Regions from separate parts of the Mus musculus genome. Here region 1 is linked to region 2. The links are chromatin contacts, called in public Hi-C maps. All regions are on one chromosome and are shown on one strand. The core of a region is the stretch at or near the end of the contact, and the rest is flanking DNA. Distances in the headings are between cores, read along the strand shown.

Evidence for each region. A called contact is a pair of places that touch in the nucleus more often than the background predicts.
Region 1: a contact with region 2 is called in a Hi-C map of the HPC-7 cell line, with 2.1 times the contacts expected there. The contact joins two enhancer-like sites. A contact is called at or near these places in 3 of 484 Hi-C or Micro-C datasets (the HPC-7 cell line, granulocyte-monocyte progenitors and reprogramming fibroblasts) and 8 of 115 datasets of contacts at active chromatin or transcription factors (embryonic fibroblasts, embryonic stem cells and microglia).

The regions. Positions count from the first base shown.
Region 1 is chr9:13,678,480-13,684,757 of GRCm38.p6, forward strand. All of the region lies in intron 2 of Maml2 (mastermind like transcriptional coactivator 2), which reads left to right. Among named protein-coding and RNA genes, the nearest start is that of Mtmr2, 68 kb to the right of the region's middle. Within about 2 kb of position 3,377, at least 166 of the 459 cell types and tissues checked have an H3K27ac peak or open chromatin away from gene starts, as enhancers often do. A contact at or near this core is called in the HPC-7 cell line, where this site is marked.
Region 2 is chr9:13,533,913-13,539,759 of GRCm38.p6, forward strand. The region is part of intron 1 of Maml2 (mastermind like transcriptional coactivator 2); the gene reads left to right. Among named protein-coding and RNA genes, the nearest start is that of Gm51666, 74 kb to the right of the region's middle. Within about 2 kb of position 2,924, at least 103 of the 459 cell types and tissues checked have an H3K27ac peak or open chromatin away from gene starts, as enhancers often do. A contact at or near this core is called in the HPC-7 cell line, where this site is marked.

The sequences.
Region 1 (6,278 bases), core at 2,127-4,626, 150 kb after region 2:
CATTACCTGTTGTTGTTTGGTATTAGCAGCCAAATCTGTAGGTAGTATATTCAACTTGGTTTCTAAAGAGAGGGTGGCAGCCAAGATTACACCAGCGTGATTGTGGCTTCACTGGTCACACTTACTATGCTACCTACTGTATTATCAAACTTGCCCCGAGGGACTTGATGCCCCTAATCAGCAGGAAGTAGTCTAACAATAACTTTCTCCTTTTCTGGCCCTTGACTTTATTCAGGAATCTCTTTTCTTTCCCCTCTACCCTTTTTTCTCTCTTATCTAGTGTTAAGGGGTTGTTGAAAGGGTGGGAGAAAAGGGATGGAGAAGGTGGAAGAAGGGTGAGCCCACAAAATAGCCAAGCTAGTTACTTGGGTTGGACGCATAACTCTGCTCTAAACCATGAGACCTGGGCTCTACCTCAGTGTCACAAGAGAAAACGAAAAAGGAAAAAACTGCTGCTACATGGAGATTAAGCATCACCTCACCTTTACAGATAAACTAAGGTTTGGAAAAGCAAAGCAATCCACCTAGGGTTACAGTGTTCCAGTGTGCAGGCCACTGATTGCAATTGCAATCATTCAATCACATTGCTTCATATTTCTGCATTTTCCGATATGTGCCTGTCATGAAGGTCTACCCCTGCTTTATAACAGGGACTTTGGCTGTGGTAGAGCTTACACAACAGCTCTCCGGGCTCTACCCCAGCACAGGGCTGCCTGTGTTGGCATCTCTGATGTGATGCTTTCTAAGTGAATGAAGTAACATCTCAAGTGTCACTTCTCTCATCTGTGCAGAGGGAGCACTGAGGGATGCTCATGGACCTGATCGGTCATGCAGTGGGATCATTTGTAAAGTGTCAGTAACACCAACCTGTACATCTCCAACACGTGACAGCCATTCTTAGTGCTTGTGGATAAACAGCTCAAGTTAAGCAGGATTTGAACACAAGATCTGCTTACTTGAGCTTTAGAAATTGCTTTGATGCTCTGTGCTAACTGACCATAGTTCTAGAGTCTCCATCATGGTTGATCTAGATCTTTGTTTGAGAACTTGGGCTTAAGCCACTGTTTATAGCTGTTTTTGTTGTTTGTGAGCCTGTCAAGAGCAGCTTACAAAGGAAAGGGTTGTTTGGGCTCCCTGTTTGAGTGTAAGATCTATCTCAGCCAGCAAGGCATGACAGCCAGGCTGTGAGGCACTAGGCACTTCACACCTGCAGTCAGGAAGCATAGAGGGATGAATGCTGGTTCCCAGCAACCTTTCTCCTATTTGCTCCAGAACTGCAATGCATGAGATGGCCCTGCCCGCATTATCTTGGGACTTCCCTCTTCAGTTCAACTTTGTGAAGATACCACCATAGACATGCCTACTGGTGTGTCACCATGGTAATCCTAAATCTAGTCAGGTTGACAGTGAAGATTAACCACCACACCCACCACATAGCACAGCCTTGGGTGCTAGTTGGAAAGACTAAGAAGATCAGATCAATCTAACTGTTGTTTTAAAGTATAGTCATAAGCCAATCTGCCTTAACTAGAGAGATGTATCCCACCAGTTAGAACACGAAACAGTAAATTGAATTAACTCAAAATATCCAGATTGGATGGTTTTAAAATATCATCCGTGACCATGTCAAAACCTAAATGCATCTTTTCTATAATCCTCCACTGTTTCATTTGTTTGTTTGGTTGGTTGGCTGGCTGGCTGGTTGGCTGGTTGACTGGTTGGTTGGCTGGTTGGCTGGTTGGCTGGTTGGCTGGTTGGCTGGTTGGCTAGTTGGCTGGTTGGCTGGTTGGTTGGTTGGTTGGCTGGTTGGTTGGTTGGTTTTCCACAATCCAAGCTCACTGATATTAGTTTTAAAGATGGATTCTGGAAAGCTTAAGTTGAGAGACATTTGCTTTCTGAACAGGGCTCCTCATCAGACTCCTTTGATCGTCATAAGTCTGTGATCATCTTATGGTCTCTCTTACCTAAGTTTCCAGTATTGAGGTAGTCCTTCTGTTTGGTTTTTTTATTTTTTGAGTTATATATTTTTAACAATTTGAGATATAAAACAATGTATTTAGATCATATCCATTTGTCCCTCTTGTCCCAGACCTCTTCCCTTCTCTCCCTCTTCCTTCTTGATAAGTCACTGAGTTCAGTTAGGGCTCTGTGTACATGTATGGGCACACGGCCATTCAGTACAGTATGTTCGACTGAGGAGAGACCACACCCCTGAGGAAAAGGGACTCTCCCTTCCCCAGCAGCCATGACTTGCCCAAAGCTTCGCAGCTAGGTGTGGGTCTCATGAGTATCTCCTCTGTTCATTCTGGAACATTAACTGGCTTGATCTCCATATCACAGCTCCGTACTCAAGGGCCAAGCTGACACTTGCTATTTAATGCCCTGCTTCAGCTTTCACACTGTGGATGGAGGTATTAAAATCATTCATTTTCTGGAAATCTGTCACTCCATAATTCTAGAGTTAACTTGAAAAGAGAACCAAGTAGACATAAAGAATCCCCAGGGATGGACTCCTCTCATAGTTAAATGTCACTGCTTGTTAGAAAAGCAGCACCTTGCTCATTTTTGTTGTTACCAGTATTTTTATAGTCTTTGTTCCTCATCTTTTAGAAAACGGTATCTTGTATTCCATCGTCCCTCCTCACCTGACTCTGACCCAGCTCAGTGTTAAAAGTGAGGGCAAACAATTCTTCAGGTCCCCATATCACCTACAAGACAGATAGATCCACAGTGCCTAAGCCCAAGAGCAGAAACACAGAAAGAAAGGAGACCACAAAGTGGCTGGCATTCCATCGCCTGAGGCCGCTCACGGTGAGGCTTGCTCACCCCGCAACTCTTCTGCCTTGAGAAACAGAATATTTGAGAGAGGATTTCTGAAAATTCCTTGATTGCTTTTAAGCGCGATGTTTCATCCGTCTTCCAACTGTTTCCATACAGAAGTGTTACTGAAGGTAGCCATGTTCACCAGCCATAGGACTGAAGAATATCAACTTATCCGTGGTAGGTTAAGGGATCAGATTTCCAAGGTTGTTTCTAGAAAATGGTTTTTAATCAATTTCTTCAACTATGCTTGAGCATAATCTAGTAAGCAGATGTGAAGTGAACAACTTATTGTGGAGCTCCCTACATCCGTTCAGAGTCTGCCAGGCTCAGAATCAGAGCCAGGACACTGCACAGACCAACTGCCGATGCCTGCAGCATTGGAAATGAGAATTAGAGAGCAGGCTTCAGGCAGGGCACAGTGGAGCTCAGAGACAGGAAACCTGCCAGCCTGCCTCCGCTGGAGGAACACGTGCAGCAAGGAACAAGGAACCACTTAATGATTAATCACTGTCAACCTTTGTTCTGGTCAAAGACTCGGTTGTTGGGCGAGACTTGTAATGAGGGACTGTTTGGAGTCTGTTGCTATGAGATTGCATTCAATCCTCAGTGGCTGGAAGGCACAGTGGAGCTAACTTGAAAGTGCTCTCACAGTGCCTACTAGAGGTGAGGAAGAGGCTTTGGAGAAATCTGCTCCTAAGCATCACTCCAGAGCCCGAGAAAAAACAGCCGAGCCTAGGCTCGGCTCAGTTGACATGAGATTTTTAACAAATTCTAAAAAATTGACAATAAGTGAAATAGATCAAGGTGATTTATAAACGAACAAAGACACACTCCAAAAATATGCATGAAGCACAGAAGTATACAGACAGCACATAAACACACACCTACACGCAACTTTTCAGAAAGCAAAATGTAAACTGACGTCACCGTTCCTCTTAGCATAAGATACTGAATTGTGAATTTCAAGCCAGGTTCCATAAAAGGCTGGAGTCTCTCTTAACATTTTCTTTAAAGTTAAAGAGGAAAAAAAAATCCTATTTTTGATTAGTTGGCTTTCAGACTTTTATATTGGCATTTTAAAAACCTTGATTTTACTAACGAGAAGCATTATAAGGAAGGAAAGCAGTATTTTTAAATTTAAAAAAGTATTCTTCTGTGTTGAAATGACCTTATAAAACTATGGAATTTTTATAAGCATTTTTGTATCATTATTCTAAGATATACACGTAGGTGGAAGTATTGATATAGACTAAGAAGTGTGAGTGATACTTTTAGATGAGAGAGAGATCTTTCTCACTCTGTCTGTCTTTCTCTCCCTCCTTCCCTTCTTCCCTCTCTCCCTCCTCTAACAAATGTATTTACCATTGTTTTAATATGTCTGTAAAATGTACCTTATATCGTGTTTTATAACTTGATTATGACTGTTAGTGTCAAAGTGTCACTCATCCCTTCCCTTCACCCATCCACAGTGAAATCTGAAAAGCTGAGTAAGAACTGGGCCTCAAAAACCATCAAAACTGCAGTGTCTGGGGAAACTCTCCTCCCCTACCTGCTCTGCAGATTGCCACAAGCTCTCCATCCAACATCAAAGGAGATTCTACTAATCCCAGTGACCAGAGAGCTAGAAGCAACAAACCCATCAGGTCCAGTGTCTCCCAGTAGATTTCCTCTAACTCGTTCCAAACATGGAAAATTCATCTTTCATTTAAATGTCTAAATAAAATCCAGTTTCCTTGGAAATATTTATGACCTGTAAGCACTGCAATTTTCATTATATTGAGACTATGTTCAAATACGATCTATAAGTAAAGAAGAGGGGAGAAAGGTTGTTCTCTCACTGTAGTTATGTGTTGATCTTATAATGTGGTTATATAATTAAGAAAACCACAATGATAATGGGTAACTGGTTAAGACCTTAGAGCTGCCAGAGAATAGATCAACCTTGATGCTACCCTCTGTCCCGCTCTTGTTCAGGAAACAGCTTCCCCTAACTGGAACTTCATAAATCTTGGTAGGCCTGCCTGATTTCCTCTCCTTGACCATAGACATTTACATGAAGGAGTTTGACCATTGGGTAATGCTGTTTGGTCCTTGAGCACATGTCCTTGAATACTATTTTAAAGCAGCTCTCCTGAAGTCTTTAGGAGAGTTGGAAAATGTATCAAAATAAATCACTTCATACAGAACACTGTGAGCTATTATTTGCATTTAAATAGAAACACTATAGCCTTCCTTTACTGTGACAAATGCCCATTGGTAACTGACCACATTTCTGATTCCCCTAAGAGGTACCTGTCAAAGTCTGTGTTTCTCGATAGCCTCTGAACACTTGCGAGCTTGAAAGTAAGTGTAATAGCTGTTTCTGTGAATATTAAATTTGACTGTGAAATATATCCACTACATACCAAGAGCCTCTTTCTGATTTTTAGAAATAATAAATAAAGTAAAATTGGTGAAATCACCTAACTATGCAGTGTTTTCCCCATGCAAACAGTGACTATCCCACTATCTCTTGTCATTGACATGAACTGCATCCTAATTTCCAAGGAGAAAATGACTAATCCAGCTGCCAGAAATATGCTGAAGGCAGAGAGCAGAGACACTGTGTGGAAGTGTTCACCTGCATTGGGAGGTGGAGGACATGTGGTGGCAGCTCACTGAAGAAGGACCGCAGTTCATGGGCCTGGCCATTGTCACACTTGGTGCTGTTTATTTATCTGAAACCAATTAAATTACTTTTCCTAACACTTTAAGTTAAGAACTCTCATTAACATCACGTCTAACAGTGTAGTTTAGTATTAAAACACATAGGTTTAATTAACTCTCCAAATACTCAGAGGCTGACTTTTAAACACAGAGTGCTAAAGCTAGCCAGATACCCTGAAAGCAGCAACGTTTAAAAGCAATGCTGACCTCTGAGTGGTGTAGAAGAAGCCTGTTTCTATGGGAGGAAAGCAGAAGTGAATATTGTGAGGGAGTCAGATGAACATGATGAACCTCAACTGAAAATCTATTAAGCAAATCAGGCCCTCAGGTGAGACGATCGAGCTGTGTCTTGCTGATGCCAAAACCACCACAGTAGCCGATGCTGTTAATTTAAGCATTCTTTTCAAAACAACTTTTTTGCAATATGTGTTGCATTAAGCTGCATGGTGTCAGTTGGTGTGGCCTTTCACATGGTTGGCCCAAGCTCTGCAATCTTACAGGGGATGTGACCAGTTGTTGTTTTTAAATTTTTGCCTCATTTCCTTCTCAGGATAGCTGACTAGCAAGACTTTTAAATTCTAAAAGGATCCAATTGGCTCAAGTTTAGTCATAGTTTTGATTTAAATGTTAGATGTATACTAAATGAGCTGTTATTTGGAGTCAGCCGGCTACTTAGGGAGTTGCAGCGGACCCAGATGTACACTCTCTTAAGAAGTGCCACATGGGTCTGGAAAGCACAAGACAAAGTA
Region 2 (5,847 bases), core at 1,674-4,173:
TATAATGCCCCTCTAGACTGTCTTTCTCCAAACTGGTTTCATTTTTTTCTACAGTTGATATCGGGCATCCAAGTGTAGGGACTTAGCATGACTATGTTATCTTGTTACGGCTGGCTCAATGCTCCAGCTCAGGGAGATCATTCTGACTCAGTTTCTCCAAATATTTTTTGTTTGCCCTAGCTCCAAATCCATGATGAACTTATTAAGCTTGATTTTATAGTTTTTTACAAAGTCATCAGCATAAATTATTTAACAAGATGTAGAAGAGATCTGCTCCGTGACAAAGGGCCTGGAGGACTGCATTTTTCTAGGAATGGCTCTGGATATGGAAGTGTAACTCATGGAAATCCACCTAAGCAAGTAGCCGGATCATGCATACAGTGATTAGGAAGATCTGGATCCGGATCATGCATACAGTGATTAGGAAGATCTGGATCCGGATCATGCATACAGTGATTAGGAAGATCTGGATCCGGATCATGCATACAGTGATTAGGAAGATCTGGATCTTGATCATACATACAGTGATTAGGAAGATCTGGATTCGGATCATGCATACAGTGATTAGGAAGATCTGGATTCGGATCATGCATACAGTGATTAGGAAGATCTGGATCTGGATCATGCAAACAGTGATTAGGAAGATCTGGATTCGGATCATGCATACAGTGATTAGGAAGATCTGGATTCGGATCATGCATACAGTGAGTAGGAAGATCTGGATTCGGATCATGCATACAGTGATTAGGAAGATCTGGATTCGGATCATGCATACAGTGAGTAGGAAGATCTGGATTCGGATCATGCATACAGTGATTAGGAAGATCTGGATCCGGATCATGCATACAGTGATTAGGAAGATCTGGATTCGGATCATGCATACAGTGATTAGGAAGATCTGGATTCGGATCATACATACAGTGATTAGGAAGATCTGGATCCGGATCATGCATACAGTGATTAGGAAGATCTGGATTCGGATCATGCATACAGTGATTAGGAAGATCTGGATTCGGATCATGCATACAGTGATTAGAAAGATCTGGATTTTAAAGTTCATTCTTTTCTACATCGATGGTCTAGCCTTGGATAAGTTCATTAAATTTTCTCAGGGACAGACTCCTGTTTGGGGGCCATTGTGTAGGCTTTGTGAGGTGACATCTGTGGGTACAGATTTGTGCCTGACACAATTTGTCTTTCCTTTCTGACCACCGTCTTCTACCACACACATATATATCTTGTATGCCAAAATTTTACAGACTCTGATTCATCACTGAAGATTAACAGCAAATGTTCCATTAAGACAACTTCATCCCAGGACTGAGGAGGTGAGCCATCTAGTAAAGTACTTGTCACAAAAGCAGGAGGACCTGAGTTCAAGTCCCCAGCATCCACATAAAAGCCAGGCATGGAGACACATGCCTGTCATTCCAACACTGGGAGCCTGTGACAGAAAGGTCCCTGAGGCTTGCTACCCAACCAAGCTAAGTATAAGAGATCCAGATGCAAGAGAGAGACTCTAACTCAAATAATAATGATAATGATGTAAAGAATGATAGATGAAGGCACACAATGCCAACCTCTGCCCTTTGTGTGCATTATGGGTGGGTGCCCATGTGTGAGAGCACACACACACACACACACACACACACACACACACACACACACACAAAATTCATTCATGTTTTCTTTTATTTCCTTTTAACAAATTTCCAATGGAAAATCATTTCCTTAAGAAAAGAAATGAAGAAAAATATATGTTAAAAATTTTTTTATATCTAACATTCTCTTGTAACTTGCAACTTTAGCCTTTATCACATGTAATCTTAGCCTGCTAACCTTCAGTAGAAAACTTATTTCCATTACCTTTCATATGTTTAAATAATAACTATGAAAACAAGTGGAGCCAGTTGAATAAAAATATAAAGACCCAGATTCCAATCTTTACATCTGTCCCCTTGTGGCAGGTTCATTCTTGAATGAAGAATCAGTTCCCACAGATGTAAGGACCCCTGAACAACAGAAGCAGAGTAGCCAGCAACGACAGCGAGCACAGCAAGCACACCGAAGAGCCGCAGCCAACAGTGCTCTGTCTGCAGGATGCCTGTGCCTAGATATGACAGGAATTAGTGGATCTATCAGAGGGAAAGGGGCTTATTGTCACATGCTCACAGTTGAGTCCCAATTTCAAAGCCGTAGGTTTTCAATTATCTGAAATTAGTCACAGTGAGAAGGGGCCACTTTCCTTTCTTGTCTGTCCCACAATAATGTCCAAAGCTCAGTTATGATTTCACCAGAGAATTTAAAACATCCATTTTAAATGAGCTTTTAAAAGTCTGCTTTCTCTCAGGAGTAACGCGTGGTAAATTAAAAACACTAAAACAATCCACAAAGATCTTGTAGGTAGGAAATGGTGATGGGCTTGAAACTTGTGCTGTGTAAAACAGCTACTCATTTCACTTTAAAAAAATTAAAAATCTAACTCAAAAAGGAGACGCTTTAATCGGATAATGGAAATCCATTTTATATGCATTATGAATCTCTCGTCAAACCATACCGCAGGGCAAGGAGGACATTGCCTCGTGTATTAAACTAGATATGTCAGGAGAATAATGGTGTCTGGGAGCTCATTCCCGTGAGTGGAACCAGATGTGGAAAACATCCAGTGCCTAGCACTGACCCTGAGTCTTCTCTGCTAATAAGATGCGACTGAATTCCAAGAATGTTTGTTCGGTTAAAGGAGTAGCAATTGTTTCTCATCCAGGCTCTTCTTCGGTGTTTGAAACCCTCTCCTGTTGCTTTAGTAGATTATTTAATGATGAACCCAAGCATACAGCCTCCATGTTTCTCTTCCTAGCCCTTGTAGATAACAGCAGCCTTTTCCTGTTACGTTTCCTCTCAAGATGTTTCACGTGTGTGTTTCCTTTCTACCCACGCTCTGTGTTTGCCCCCAAATTTCCATTGCCGGCCCCTCCCACTCATGACTTCACTCTCTCCTCACTCACTCTGACTTAAAGAGATAAGGGACAGAAAAGAAGTTGACTTCCTCAAAAAAGGCATAAAGTTCATACAGAGGGTTTAATGCTTTGAGGTTTTCTGTGAAGGTTCTTCAACCCTGCTTCTGCTCCTGCCATAATAAAACCAACCCCCACCTCTGCTGGTGGGACACCCCCACCCCCAGGCCACCAGGCCATTTGTGCCTGTTGACTGGTTTTCCCATCAGAAGTTCTTAATTATGAGTCAATAAAACAGCACTCTAAAGTCACACCCCCAGGGAGGGAAGGACTGCCTAAGCATTGAGGTCAAGGGAGAAGCATGGGGGCGGGGCAAGATTTGTTGTCTTCCTAGTTATTATTTAGGCAAAACCAGACTTTAAAATATGCATGGAAAAGCTTATAGAAACTGCTAAAATTAGACTTTCAGATTGGTGTTACAAGAGAAAGTCAACTTTTTAAACATGTGCTTGCTTCTGAGCACACACTAGGATATCTTCACTCACTTCTTTTCCTAAACCTAAAAGATCCCAGACCAGTGAGGATCCATTTTTCAGACTTCCCAGCAAGGATTAAAGAGGAGGTATTGTAGTGAGGACTCCAGTTATCAAGATCATATTCCCAAACTAGAAGCATCAGAGAAACAGCTTCACTTAAACAGAGGCCAGGGAGAGCTGTGTCACATGAGCATAAGACTGAGTGTCTGTCAAGTTCAGCAACAGGAGCCATGCTGGAGTCTGGGCAAATTTTGCTCCACGGCCTGTGGGAATCAACTCATTACCGAAAAAGGCAGTGGCAGGAGCCATTCCTATGCAAGACACTACTACTTGAAAATTCTTAGGCCTGTGAAATGTCTCAGTGAGAAAGGGAGCTTGCCGCCAAGTCTGATGACATGAGTTCAAATCCCAGAACTCATACAGCAGTAGAAACTGTTTTCCTCAAGCTGTTCTCTGACCTCCACATATGCACCATCATGTGTGTACAGAGAGAGAGAGAGAGAGAGAGAGAGAGAGAGAGAGAGAGAGAGAGAGAAAGAGAGAATGAGAGAGAGAGAGAGAATGGGAGAGAGAGAGAGAGAGAGAGAGAAAAGAGAGAGGCGGAGACAGAGGGGCAAAGACAGAGAGACAGAGAGAAACAGCGATAGAAAAATGTAAATTACAATCTTAGGAATTTTGGGAATTGAAGTATGTACTTCCCAGGCAATATTTATATTTCTCTCCTTGTTCTTTTGTTTATTCCCTCATTCACTTAAAATCCAAATGTTCTGAACTGTGTATAACACATCAGGTCAGTAGTAAATAGGCATAGTCAATGATTCATTCAAGCATCAAAGAAACGGACTTGAAATCTAGATCTGATTGACCGTAACTAAAACAGCAGTAGCTCTTATTAACCAACTGCCATACTTGACAGATTATCTGTCTGGGCTGTCCCATGTGCATCTAAAGGAAAGGAAGGCAAGCGGCAAGTGTGGAGAAGCACCAGGTTCAGAGATAACACTCAGGATCCTTTCCCACCTGCAGAGCTAGAACACAGGCCACAGCTTCGCACAGGACAGCCTCTGGCTGGGTGGTACCTTGGTTTGTTTGAGTCACCTTCTTAAATCCAGGTCAGCGAGTTTCGATTTTTGTTGAGTCTGCCCATTTGTCCTGTGCTGTTGAGCTTTCGATGTTTGTGTTTACAGTGTCTTCTATGACCTACAATAGTCAAGTTCTGAAGCCAAGTACTAAGAGTTCAAATTGACACCATTCTGACACTCAACAACTGAGTGACCTTAAGTGAGTGACTTGGGGCTCTCTGCACCCATCTTTCAACTGTCAGATGTTCTTATACAGTGTGTTCATGGCAACGACAGGACGAATGTAAACTGCTTAGCATTGGGGCAAGTACCCACAGAGCAGCCCTCATCTAGTCAGCTCCTTTCTCTGTCCTCAGCCACTTTCCTAATTCAGGGCCCTTAAACGGCCTTTAGCAATCTGACAGGCAGTTTGTAAAAGCTAATAGATAATTAATTTAGGAGCAAGTCCTAATTATGCTATATTGTTGTATAGCTTTCTCTGGTACGTGGTATCTCCTGCCACTTACTAAAGTAAGGAAAGCAAACTGCCATCTCTCAGAAAGGGTGAGTTTGTGCGGTCCATACATCTGAGCTTCGCAAGCTACGATGCACACATGCCTGATAAGCCTTGTTAGAAGTGTAGATTCTGATCACATGGGTCTGGGGAGGAGCTGAAGTTGTGCACCTTTAAAATAATTTCAGGGGATGTCTGCACTGGGGCCTCTGGGTACAGCGCAATAAGACTGTATATAGCACACTTAAACTCTCTCTGGGTCAGCGCACATGATCAAACATGCTTAAGCTATTAAGACCCACAACGACATAATAAAGACAAAAAGAATAGCCTGAGGAGCATCTCCAAGGTTCTAAAGGCCAGGTGCTCATTTAAGTTGGAGGACCAGGGAACACTAGCGATGCAAATCATCTGAAAGCCTTGTTAAACTCCACTGCTCCATGCCCTCCCTGGGCTTGGGTGAAACTTGCCCCCCTGCATTTTTCACAAACTTCCAGGTGGCACCAGGGCTTCGAACCTGCAGCTCATATGTTGTTTTCTTCCTCAAACCAGTGTCTAAGACTGGGAGGGAAAGCTGAGTAGCTGGCTTGGATGTGGTTCCTGCCAGACAGCAGCAAATTCCTTGACAGCTGAGTTTCCATGGAAGAGCTAGGCCTCTGCAGGAACGTGGGAAGCCTTCCTCAAAGAGCAGTACCCCTTCTGCAGCACCTGTATAAACAGACTGGAAACAAGCTGCCTGCAGAGAAACCTGCAGTGTGACACCTGGCCAGAGCACAGTTGCT